4 separate regions of the Mus musculus genome follow, and all the other regions are linked to region 1. The links are chromatin contacts, called in public Hi-C and HiChIP or PLAC-seq maps. All regions are on one chromosome and are shown on one strand. The core of a region is the stretch at or near the end of the contact, and the rest is flanking DNA. Distances in the headings are between cores, read along the strand shown. Region 1 holds the start of Alcam (activated leukocyte cell adhesion molecule). Region 2 overlaps 4930405D01Rik (a long non-coding RNA gene). Region 3 overlaps Cblb (Casitas B-lineage lymphoma b). Region 4 has its middle 69 kb from the start of 4930404A05Rik.

Region 1 (2,668 bases), core at 56-2,555:
TGTGTGTGTCTGTACGAAGCTTCTGCCTGCACACTTAGACACCCCCCATATCCACTTGCAAGTAGCTGGTGGTTCCCAATCTTTTGAAGACAAAGTCCCGTGAGGCTAGTTAGCATTCCCTGCTGGAGACTGGCTTCACACAGGGGGTGACCCTGTGATGCACCAAAGACTATTTCATGCCCTTGCGAGGTGGTTCAGGGACCAGGATTTTATTATGCTGAGGGCATTAAGAGTTGTGATCCTGCAATCTTGAGTTAGAGCCACTTACGGTCCCAACAGCTCCACCCTGGTGTTTTAGAGGAAAATATTCCTTTATGCTTTCTGCATGAACTGAAAGCGACACGGCTTCCCGATGCTACGCCTAGGAGGTGGTTCAAGCTTTTGAAATTGCCTGAGAAGCCCCGTCCATCTGCTGGATGCCTGGCTTTCTGGAAAGGACCAGGAGGCGTAGGTTTTTAATCTGAGTAACTCTGGATTTTGTTTTGTAACTTCAAATCGTCACCTAATTAAAAGTAAACGTGACTTTTTTTTTCTTTAAAGAACGTTTTGAAAATCAGTGTGGCGACGTGTGTTATGGTCTAGAGTCCTAATTCTCACCGGGAAGGAGATGGGGGCGAAGGGGGAGCACAAAAATCTCTTCTGCTTTTCGGTACTGGATAGTTGATTAAATGATTTGCTTTGATAAAGTGTACGCCAGCCAGGACTAGGGGAACAGAAGAACGGCGAATTCGAGAAGGAGTAACCTTCTCTTCAAAGTGGGGGAAATTACTCTCAACCACCAGTAGCTGTTTCCGTGAGCCTCCGGGTGGAGAATCTCCATCTTTTCCACCTCCTCAGTCCTAGTCCAAGAGGACCCAAGGTGAGCTCTTCGCCCCAACAACTCTACAGAAGGTGAAGGCGGTACCCTCGTCGAGAAGAAAAATCCCTAAGGAGTGAGCCAGTGGACTGGGCTTCGGAGTGCAAGAAGACAGCTATGTGGCCAGGCTGGGAGGACAGCAAAAGATCTCAGATCCTATGTCTTTGGGGCGCTGAGAATCCCCTGGTAAGAGCCAGACACTGGCGAATCCAGCCCGTCACGCCCCCTACTCTCGATCCCGCTCTTCATTGGCCAGCGTGTCCTGTGGGAGGCGGAGTCGATGTCAGCCCCGCCCACCAGAGCGCGGGGGCTGGGGCATCAGGCTCTTCTCCCACCAGGGGCCGCCAGCTCTGCTCAGTCTCCGACTTGGTCCTGCAGCGCCTCTAGGCTGCGGATCGGCGCTCCAACCACCTGCTCCGCGCTGCCGCCGAGGAAGCTGGGCGGGAGAGAGGAGCGGGAGGAGCAGGAGGAGCGGGAGGAGCGGGAGGAGGAGACAGGCAGCTTACACACGCCTTCCCGTCCTCCACTCAGAGCAGCCGGAGCCCGCGGCCGCCGCCACTGCTCCAGCTGCCGCCGCTACAGCCTCTGCCTCGGCTGCCACCTGAGGAGACCCACCGTCGGGACCCCGCGGCGCTGCCCCGCCGACCCTTCTCTGCTCCCGGTGATCCGTGCACGGTGCAACTCTCATCACTCTTCTTATCCTCTCCTTTGCAAGAAGAGAAACTACTAGAAGACAGCATCCAAAAAGAAACCGCGTCTACCTTGACTGACTACTGAAGCGTCTCCTGGAATAAGAGGGTCGCCCGTCCTGGGAGTAGCTGCCAGAGACACTGAGGAAGGGTGTGGAGGGGGGGAGGGAGGAGTTGCGGGTTCCGCGTGGAGGAAAGTTGCGTGTGGCACAGACCCGACGGCGCAGCGCCACAGTCCCCGGGGGACCGTGTGTCTTGGAAAAAAGTCGCTGTCCCCCTAAGGCGAGACCCACAAGCGAGCGGGCCCCGTGGGCCCGGGGACGACGCCCCCTCCTGCGGCGTGGACTTTGTCGGTGGCCTTCTAGGAGGAGGAATATGGCATCTAAGGTGTCCCCTTCTTGCCGTCTGGTTTTCTGCCTCTTGATCTCCGCCGCGGTCCTCAGACCAGGTAAGCTTTTGGCCTCTGAACAGCCCCACTGTAGTGGTTGTTGCGGACCGGGGGCGGTTCCCCGGGAGGCCTGGGGCTGTGCGCTCTAGCGTGTGCTTAGCAAAGTATGGGAGCCATAAAGGCGCGCGGGGGACACAGATCTGTCCCTGGGAACAGTCACCTGTGTCACACGTTTTAGGCTTGACTGGTCTGCTCAGGTTTGGGCAGCGAGATTGAAAACTAAGCACATCTCCAGGAACTTTGGGTGAGGCTTAGCTTGAGGGTGCAGGACCCCCCCCCCCCCGGCAAGATCTGCTGAACTCTCTCCCCCGCACCGTCCCTCCAGTCTCTTGGTATCAAAGTACAATTCACTGCACTCAGAGCAGTTTCCTTTCGCTGGGCTTTGAGGTGAAATAACTGCTGGCACTTTGTCACGATAAATCCCCTAAGTAACTTCCTCTTGGTCATAATGTGAAGACCTGGGAGGAATGGCAGGGGATAAGGAGGGTTTTGACTATCTTTTTTTTTTTAATAATAATAATACTGAAATAGAAGCTGCATTGTCTAGTGGGTAGCTAGTGTAGGGTTGATGGCAGCCGAGTCACGCAGCGTGGACTGGGTTAGCAGTCAGGTTTGCGAGCCTTAAAGCGAGGGATTTCTTGGTTTCCACACCCAGTGGTAGCGCCTCAGTTCTCA
Region 2 (2,668 bases), core at 96-2,595, 480 kb before region 1:
GTCAGAGCTGCATTTATGTAAGTCAACAACATTCTGTCTGCAAAGCCTTCTACCTATACACATGGGCTTTGACTCCCAGGATTTACTCATTTTTCTAGAAGTAAGACTAGCATGTTCCTTGTAACTTTAGTCCTGTGATGCATGCACAATAGTCATTCATGTTTAATGTGTTACATTTCTTTATAGAAAAATTTGAACCTAAAAGTCTGGCATATTTTCTCTTCTCCTCTTCTACTTTATTAAATGGTAACCACGATGGTCTTTAAATAATAAAAAGAAAGTTACACTTTTGGATTGTCCTCCTTCTGCCATTGAAGATGGCCAGTATTTCTAAGAAACTAGAGAATGAACACATTCAGTAGACATTGGCCTCTTGGCAACTTGAAACATTCATACAATAGAGAAAGAAGGTTCTATATAATATAGATTATGATATTTATTGTCTCCTTTTCATTTCTTTCAGTAGTAGCATAAATAGTACCCTGCCTAATGTTTGCTTCATAATAAAATTATGTACCGCCGTTTTTCTTTATCCCCTTTCCTTGAATGACCAACTCTAAATAAAACAGGAAGCTTCTGTCATTCACTGCTATCTACATCATGAAATATTCCCTTAAGTATAATTGATAATTTGTAATAAATTTAATATTTTTCTACTTTGAAATTATAGTAATGAAATATTTAGAATTTTAAGGTTTGGTAATGCTGGCACAGGAAAGAGCCCAATCTTTGTAGTTTAGAAGAAACAGTCAAGGATCATCCTTGCAGAATTCTTTCTGAAGAGGATGAGAAAAATTATACTCTAGTTGTGAAATATTTCCAGAGACCAGATTTTCTTTGTTGCCAAATGTATGCAGAGATGATGGGTTCAAGGGTTACAAGCAAACAAAAAAGCAGGCAGAAGAGTTAAAGAAAAAGCATACTTGTGCAATGTTGCAAAACAGAGTTCCTTTCTAAGATTTGTGCTGCCATCCAGTTTACAATTTTAGCTCATCCAATTTATTGAAGATTTCTCACTTACTGGCTTACAACCAATAACTATTTTCTAAAAGCTTTATTGATCACTGCCTCCAAATACAATACCATGAATCATTCTCTCCGGTGGGTAGAAATTGTCTGAAGGAAAGTGTAACTCTGTTCAATAAATTTACATTTATTCCATATTGTCAGGAACAACCTGACTGTAAACCACCCTGCTCATTTCAAAATTCTCTGTTTCAAACTCAACGGAAGCTTTCCTCAACCAGATCATTCCAGTTTTTGAATCAGAGAAGGGAAGTGCTTAGTGTAGAATATTTCTCTCTTCCTCATTTTGTAGAAGTAGGTCAAGCTTCTTCAGGGCTGAAATGAGAAATGAAGCAAACAACTGTAAAAATGACTTCCTTGAGTAAGCTGCCAGCGTCTCTGCTGATCACTTTTGTGTTTCTGCACTGTATCATGTAGAATATCACTTGAATTCACATTTTTGAATCTCTGGTCCATTTCAGGATTTCACATAGAAAAATAATATATCTTTGTTTACTAGGAATCCAAATCCTCAATCTACCAAAACCTTTGAGATTCTTGAAGCCTGTGAAAGTAGCCTTTGCAATAGATTCCTGGTGTTAAATAAGCAACACCTTCATTCCTTACTCTTAGGTTCCTTTACTGTGTGAAAATCTTTCCTGATTTGGAAAATGCCAAGCTAGGTCCTTGCTGTGCTCCATAACATTTGATTGACTCAGATGATACCTTGCTTTAGGAGTGTGAATGGTGAGATCAATAAATAGCTGAACTCCTACAACATCCATTTTTGTGTGTTTAACTAACAGAGATGCAAATCAGGCCACAGGTCAGCAAGTGGGGATGTATGGAAAAGTTTTTCTACACTATCACTATGAAACATTAATTTCTTGGTTCTCTGTAGTAATGGTTTAGAGTTCATAGCATAGTAAAGGAAGTGAGAGCACTTTTCCCATCCCTGAAGGACAACAGGTCATAAGGAAGACCTTTGGAGTTCAGCTTATATCAGGAATAACAATAATTCAGGCAGAAAACAAAAAAATATATAGTGACCTTGCAATTTTAAAATAAGACTTTTCTGGTAGCTGTTTTTAAGAGACTATGATTCTTTGAAATTACAGCTCTTTTAAAAACAGATTCTTCTGAAATATGATTTTCTCAATAACTCATTATATCTTCAATTTGATCAACCCTTCTTCATAGTAAACTTTTATCTTTAGCTTGACAATGTCTAACATTTGAGATTCCATACTGGAGGAGTCTGGAAATACTGTTTATCAGTAAAGATACATTTTAAGAATTCTGTGAAATCTCAGAAGTCTTTTAGGAGCAATTATTCACTGGCAGAGGAGCATTCTGCAATCATCTTCTTCAGAGCATGGGATGCAAATCTAGACTCGAGTGGGTGAGAAATACTTAGTAATTTATGACCTGTGAAGAGGATAAACCATAGGCATTTGGTCCATCAGTGGTCTGCTGAAAAGCGGTGCCTAATGAAGCAGAGGAAGCTTGGAGCTTCACCTTCCCTTCTCAGTGGGTGACCTTGCAATGCAGTCTTTATGTCTATTTTATGTATATACCATCAAATAATGAAGACATGCATCACTATAGGAGAGAAGTGACAAGCAAAATCATTGTCATTACTCAAAATATGAAAGCTACTAAA
Region 3 (2,668 bases), core at 68-2,567, 390 kb after region 1:
ATCGAACACTCAGAACCCAACAAAACATGTTCTCACGTGACTCCAACTTAGGAGTGCTTCTCTACGTCCTTAAATGTCTCCTGTGGTACACTTCTCTACCTGAGTCCAATCCATGCCCCGACAGGAGTGTTAACATTAGATCCAAAGTATTTCCTCACAAGCAGTCTTTCCTGACCCCCAGCTGGGTTCCAAGATCTTATCTGTGAAACCTTCTGACTTGAACACCCCTCAACAAAGTAGGACATCAAAGGTGTAAGACGGAGTTCAACGTCTAAACTATCAGCTAGGATGCTCCCACAAACACAAAATAAAGCTTAAATCCTAGGCACTGACTATTCAGAAGAGGCCTCACAGTTAGCTGTCAGGACTGGAGCAGCGAGCGTGAACTGGATCCACACCACACTAAGGAATGACAAGAGAGGGGTGTGGTGAACACAGCTTAGCCTTTGGCAAATGGATAATACTCGGAGGCACACAGAGACTCAGGGCAAATGCTTGAAATCTTTACAATCCATGAGTTCCAGCTCAGGTAGAGAAGCCGCTGGGTGATCTATGAAAATGCCGTGCATCCCCACTTCTGCCCAAGCTCCAGTGACCCGCAGTGAATTGGGAACTTTCTAAAATAACCCCTCGTTAAAGGTCATGGCTTGAGAGGCGGGACAGCAAACACAGTCTCACCCCTCACCCCATGAACTCGCCATCGCTGAAATACTAGATAAAAATGCTAGGTATTCAGGCCTTCTGGCTATTTTAATCCCCCATAAGAGACAGGCTGCAGTAAACGCGTATGCACTTGCTGTTAGGATGAAGCCATACACACAGCAGAGGTGGCAGCCAGACACTTTACATGGCGGGCAGTCATCGGAGCCAGCAGACATCTGTACTGACTCAAATCCAATGAGAATCTTGGTGGCCTAAGATCAATAGCATTTGCCTTTGTGTTTCACCTCCAAAGCTCCTGCTACTTCCTAAGGTTGGTGGTCTTGGCTGGGAAAGATGACAGTTTGCCTAAAACTGGGGGAGCGTCAGTGTTCTAAGGAAATGGGAAGAATGTTAGGAGAGGCTACCTGGGACACTTTCTCTTGAAGAATGGCGTCCCTGTCAAGCCCAGGGTCCCTGCCTCTGTCAAGTACAACAACCGTTGATGTCCCCATACGAATTAATGTAGGAGAGTCATCTGGGTCTGAAAGTACCGCTTTCAAAATGAAATGTTGATTTGGGAGTGTTTCCAACCTTGTTGGAATACACAAGATCCCCAACTCTAGAAGAGCAACGGGAACTTGAAAAGGGCAGTTCAGGTAGGTTCTCAAACCAGTCTGGGGAAATACCACAAACACGTCACCGAGACAATAATGAAACAAGAGAGCCAGCCTCTGACCTCCAGGGTTACAAGATGAGAAAAACAGTTTGGCATTTATTTTAAGGGCAAGTTTCAAAACCCAACACTGGCCTGAGAAACAGGAACCAATGCTGAGGCTTTCTTTACATAGAGGGACAGCAGCCAAACATAATGGTAACTTTGAGATAACTGACATCCTACACTGCATAACTGACAAAAACACACCAAGCCACCCCCTCCCTGGCATTATGAGTCAAAACAAACTGCTGACAAACGCAGACAGCTATGTGAGGGGGTGCAACAATAACAGAGAACACACAGGCCTCTGTTTGTCTTTCAAGTGTTACAAGTCAGCTTGTGATGGGAGAACACAGCAGCTATTTCTTTAAAAGGCTGTTTACACATTGAAAACGTCTCAGATGTTCCTCAAAGCCACTTTGCTTATACAGAAGAAAAGGAGGGGGTAGGCATAGTTAGCAAGAATGCCAGAGCCAAGCCTCCAAGAATGCCTTTTAAAAGGAATAAAGGGGAAAGAGACACTAAGAAGGTACAAGAGAACTTTCCCGAACATCTAACGGAATTCTCACATCATATCCTACACATCAAGAAATTCTATCAACAGCAATGCAGGATAGTTTCCAGAACACGATGCCTGCTACTCTAAGGGGGATCTGGAGCAGGGAAGACCAACCATGTTCTGTCAAGGCGAACCACGAGTTATGATCAAGGACCTTTGTCAATAATGCAGACCAAACAAAACCACGTTATTCATGTCGAAAGCGCACATTTGGAGGATTCCCCAGTTGTTGTAAGCTGGTATATTTAGGGTCATGAGCGCAGCACAGAACAGAAACAAAAAGTCTTTAAGGAAATGTTAATATAAGAATTTAAAGGAAGTGAAAACAGCTCGCAGGGGTTCAGAGAGCCAGCCACTGAGTGGGAGAGCTGTGAATGCTCACTGCGCATGCGCACGGGGCATGCAGGAGCAGGCAGAGGCGCTGTGTGTAACCACCTCTAACTTTTCCACAAACGTTACTTCACTAAAGATAGACACACAGTTAAGACAGCGCCCTGAATTGTGACTACTCTGCAATAAACAGCAGTGATATTAATCTATTTACCCACGTGCCTTTCTTTTAAAATAACTGGCCCCGGAACTGGCCCCGGCTGCCAAATCTCAGGAAGGTGGCATTGTTTATCCACAAGTTCTAAATGACCGACTTTAGACTTTTTGCTAGTTTCCAATGTGAAATTTTACCTTTTACCTCTTTCCAAGCAATAGAAGCTCTTTATCTAGATTAAATCAAGATTTTCAAATAATAATATGGA
Region 4 (2,668 bases), core at 70-2,569, 290 kb before region 1:
AGGCAACTGTTTTTTTAGAGACCACCTTCTTAGCCATGTAAAGGCTGTCCGGAATATGGAAAGTTTTAATCAGAGACTACTCAGGTGACAGTTTAATACTTCATTATAAGATGATGAAGGACTAACAAGTAGAAATAAAAGTGATAGCAGAACAGGACTGAATATTCAGGATGGAGGAGATAAAGGGTGGTGACCTGTCACTGACACTGCTCAGAGACAGACTTGGAGAATGGCTGCTAAGGCTTGTCAGGGTTGACTGAAATAAGGCACTTGGTAAAAGGATGCTTTGAAGCATGGGACTTGTAAGGTCAATGAGGCCACATGAAATGCAAGGAGAGGTAAATATAGACATATAAGAGAGAATTCCCGTTAGTGTTATGAGGTTCTAGCTAATGGCTCACATCTTCTGGCTACCATGCTCAATGAGAAGTTTGCAACGTATAGCTGCATATGGGCAAGAACCCGATCTCTGAATCTATGTACCAGAAATGCTGTCCTGACTCTGCAACGTTTGGGCTGAATAAGAGCCTGCATGCGTGTCTCAGCCATTTGTTCTATTATGCAGGGATAGCAAAGAGAATTAGCAGAGCACGAAGATCAATGTCTGACACACATGGAGGATGATGTTTTTTACATAAGAAGAAGGAGACCTGAAAAGAAGTCTCCTCCTTTTGTTGTCTCAATGTGGGATTATGAGATTATAAGAGCTGGTATAGAGACATAGATCAAGATCAGTTGATCCTGATCTCTACGGGTTGGCGGGAGGGTTTTTGTTTATGGATTCACTTGATTATTAGTTTTAATGTTTTTTCATAAAGGCTGACTAAGCACTCAAATTAGTTGCTTATAAGGAAATAAGATGTAATACTCTAAAAAGCAGTGCCACTTGGAGGGGATATAAATGTTAAAGGTGTTCTGACACTGAAGTTTAGAGTCACTGAAGTTTAGAAGTCATCATGCCTTCTTCCCGTCTTGTTAAAGTTCACTGAGTCTACAGAATATGACTATTATTGAAGGCTCTCAAATCAGAACAAAGAGATGCCTTTTCAGATTATAAACTTGGACTAATTTAACACTGGAACATAATAGAAAAACAACTTCCACTGCCAGTCTGATGGGAAGTGTCGAGCGTTAGCAGAAAAAGCCTGTCACAGAGAGCACTGCATTGTGTCCCTCTAAAGAACACCTCACAAGTCTGTGTTTCTGTCATCATGCCTTCTTCCTATCTTGTTAAAGTTCACTGAGCCTACAGAATCCTTGCAGAACCAGCCCCAGCCTTTCTTGTCACCTCATTAATTGTAAAGTTCTGCTTCTTACCAAGCAGCCTGTGGTTTGGCGTCTCATGTTTCCGCATCCCTATCTCACTCAGAGTTAAACACTTGGCATGCCTGAAGGGATCCCTGGAATTTCAAAGACACTGAAAATTGTTTTCTTAAAAATAACTTCATCATACAGCCTGAGATCGTAAGATGACTAAATCTATGGCATTATTACAAAACAAGGTCTGAGTTTATCTGCACTTGGGTGTGCACAAAAACAATAATGTTAATTCACTCTATTGGTGTTCCTTTGGCATTCCTATTCCCTTCTGGGCCCCACAATCCTTCCTCCTGTTCTTCCCCAAGCTCCATCTACTGTTTGGTTGTGGGTGTCTGTATCTTTCTGAATCAGCTACTGGATGGAGCCTCTCAGAGGACAAGATGCTCCTGTCTGCAAGCATAACAGATACCGGGGTCCTTGGAGCTCTCAGAGTCTGAACCGCCAACCAAAGAACACACATGGGATGGGGCTCGGCCTCCCTGTACAGATGTAGCAGATGTGCAGCTTAGTCTTCATGTGGGTTCCAAACAACTTGAGCAGGGGCTGTCCAAAAGCTTCTGCTTGTAGGTGAGATATGTTCTTTCTAACTGGGCTGCCTTGTCTGACCTCAGCGGGAGATGAAACACAGAGACTTGAAGTGCCAGGATAGGGGAGGATAAACAGGTGGGACCTCAGCAGCTCAGAGGAGAAGGAGAGGGGGCTCTGGGGAAGGAATGTGGAAAGGAGGGGATCAGTGATTGGGATGTAAAGTGAATATGTAAAACAATAAAATTACATTAAAAAAACAATAATGTAACTGATTAAAATTTCACACCAACTCACAACCAAGGTATTATATTAATTCATTCAAAAGTGTAGCGTATTATATTGGTACTGATAGAATTACAAGGTCAGAAGCAAGCATTCTTGTATGTTCAGTGATAGCCCATTTTATATAAAATTTAATTGTCTTAAATAAGTTCCTATTTTATATAAGAATACACAAATGCATTGTCTAATTTGCACTGTGATATAAAATGATACATTAAAAGTGTCATATTGAAAACTACCTTATTTAAAAGATTCTGAGGGTGTTATCATAATGTGCCTACACAAAGAAACCCGGTATTACAGAATAGCTGTATGAACAGAAACTCTCCTCAGCAATAAATTTGAAATAAGATTAATGTTACTTTTATTAAGGAATAAATTTGTTTCCATTATAAAATTTTAGCAGGTTTTTGGAGAACGATTTTCTTGGCCCGGGTCTCTTACAAAGCTATCCAAAGGATCATGAAATCATGCCATCGTTTCATAAATTTCTCGGTAGCAAGCAGAAGCATTCAAAATCATTCCATTTGTTCAGACC

What was found. A called contact is a pair of places that touch in the nucleus more often than the background predicts. HiChIP or PLAC-seq counts read pairs in DNA pulled down with a chosen protein or histone mark.
Region 2: an H3K4me3 HiChIP or PLAC-seq map of bone marrow-derived macrophages shows a contact between it and region 1, with 8 times the contacts expected there. The contact joins the enhancer-like site here to the promoter of Alcam in region 1. A contact is called at or near these places in 3 of 39 promoter capture datasets (liver and trophoblast stem cells), 7 of 484 Hi-C or Micro-C datasets (the HL-1 cell line, bone marrow-derived macrophages, peritoneal macrophages and 1 more) and 9 of 115 datasets of contacts at active chromatin or transcription factors (astrocytes, bone marrow-derived dendritic cells, bone marrow-derived macrophages and 5 more).
Region 3: a contact with region 1 is called in a FOXA1 HiChIP or PLAC-seq map of pancreatic cancer cells. The contact joins the enhancer-like site here to the promoter of Alcam in region 1. A contact is called at or near these places in 1 of 39 promoter capture datasets (pre-B cells), 3 of 484 Hi-C or Micro-C datasets (B cells, myocytes and pre-B cells) and 1 of 115 datasets of contacts at active chromatin or transcription factors (pancreatic cancer cells).
Region 4: a Hi-C map of uterus shows a contact between it and region 1, with 5 times the contacts expected there. The contact joins the enhancer-like site here to the promoter of Alcam in region 1. A contact is called at or near these places in 7 of 484 Hi-C or Micro-C datasets (adipose-derived mesenchymal stem cells, bone marrow-derived macrophages, embryonic stem cells and 2 more), 3 of 115 datasets of contacts at active chromatin or transcription factors (bone marrow-derived dendritic cells, bone marrow-derived macrophages and embryonic limb bud) and 1 of 9 other capture datasets (adipose tissue).

What each region holds. Positions count from the first base shown.
Region 1 is chr16:52,451,718-52,454,385 of GRCm38.p6, reverse strand. It overlaps Alcam (activated leukocyte cell adhesion molecule), which reads left to right and starts at 1,305. Exons shown (of 16, transcript NM_009655.3): 1 at 1,305-1,993. The coding sequence starts at 1,921.
Region 2 is chr16:52,930,793-52,933,460 of GRCm38.p6, reverse strand. The region is part of intron 4 of 4930405D01Rik (a long non-coding RNA gene); the gene reads right to left. Among named protein-coding and RNA genes, the nearest start is that of Gm25723, 15 kb to the left of the region's middle. Within about 2 kb of position 1,345, at least 5 of the 459 cell types and tissues checked have an H3K27ac peak or open chromatin away from gene starts, as enhancers often do. A contact at or near this core is called in bone marrow-derived macrophages, where this site is marked.
Region 3 is chr16:52,060,065-52,062,732 of GRCm38.p6, reverse strand. The region is part of intron 3 of Cblb (Casitas B-lineage lymphoma b); the gene reads right to left. Among named protein-coding and RNA genes, the nearest start is that of Cblb, 30 kb to the right of the region's middle. Within about 2 kb of position 1,317, at least 228 of the 459 cell types and tissues checked have an H3K27ac peak or open chromatin away from gene starts, as enhancers often do. A contact at or near this core is called in B cells and pancreatic cancer cells, where this site is marked.
Region 4 is chr16:52,745,077-52,747,744 of GRCm38.p6, reverse strand. No RefSeq gene overlaps it. Among named protein-coding and RNA genes, the nearest start is that of 4930404A05Rik, 69 kb to the left of the region's middle. Within about 2 kb of position 1,319, at least 2 of the 459 cell types and tissues checked have an H3K27ac peak or open chromatin away from gene starts, as enhancers often do. A contact at or near this core is called in uterus, where this site is marked.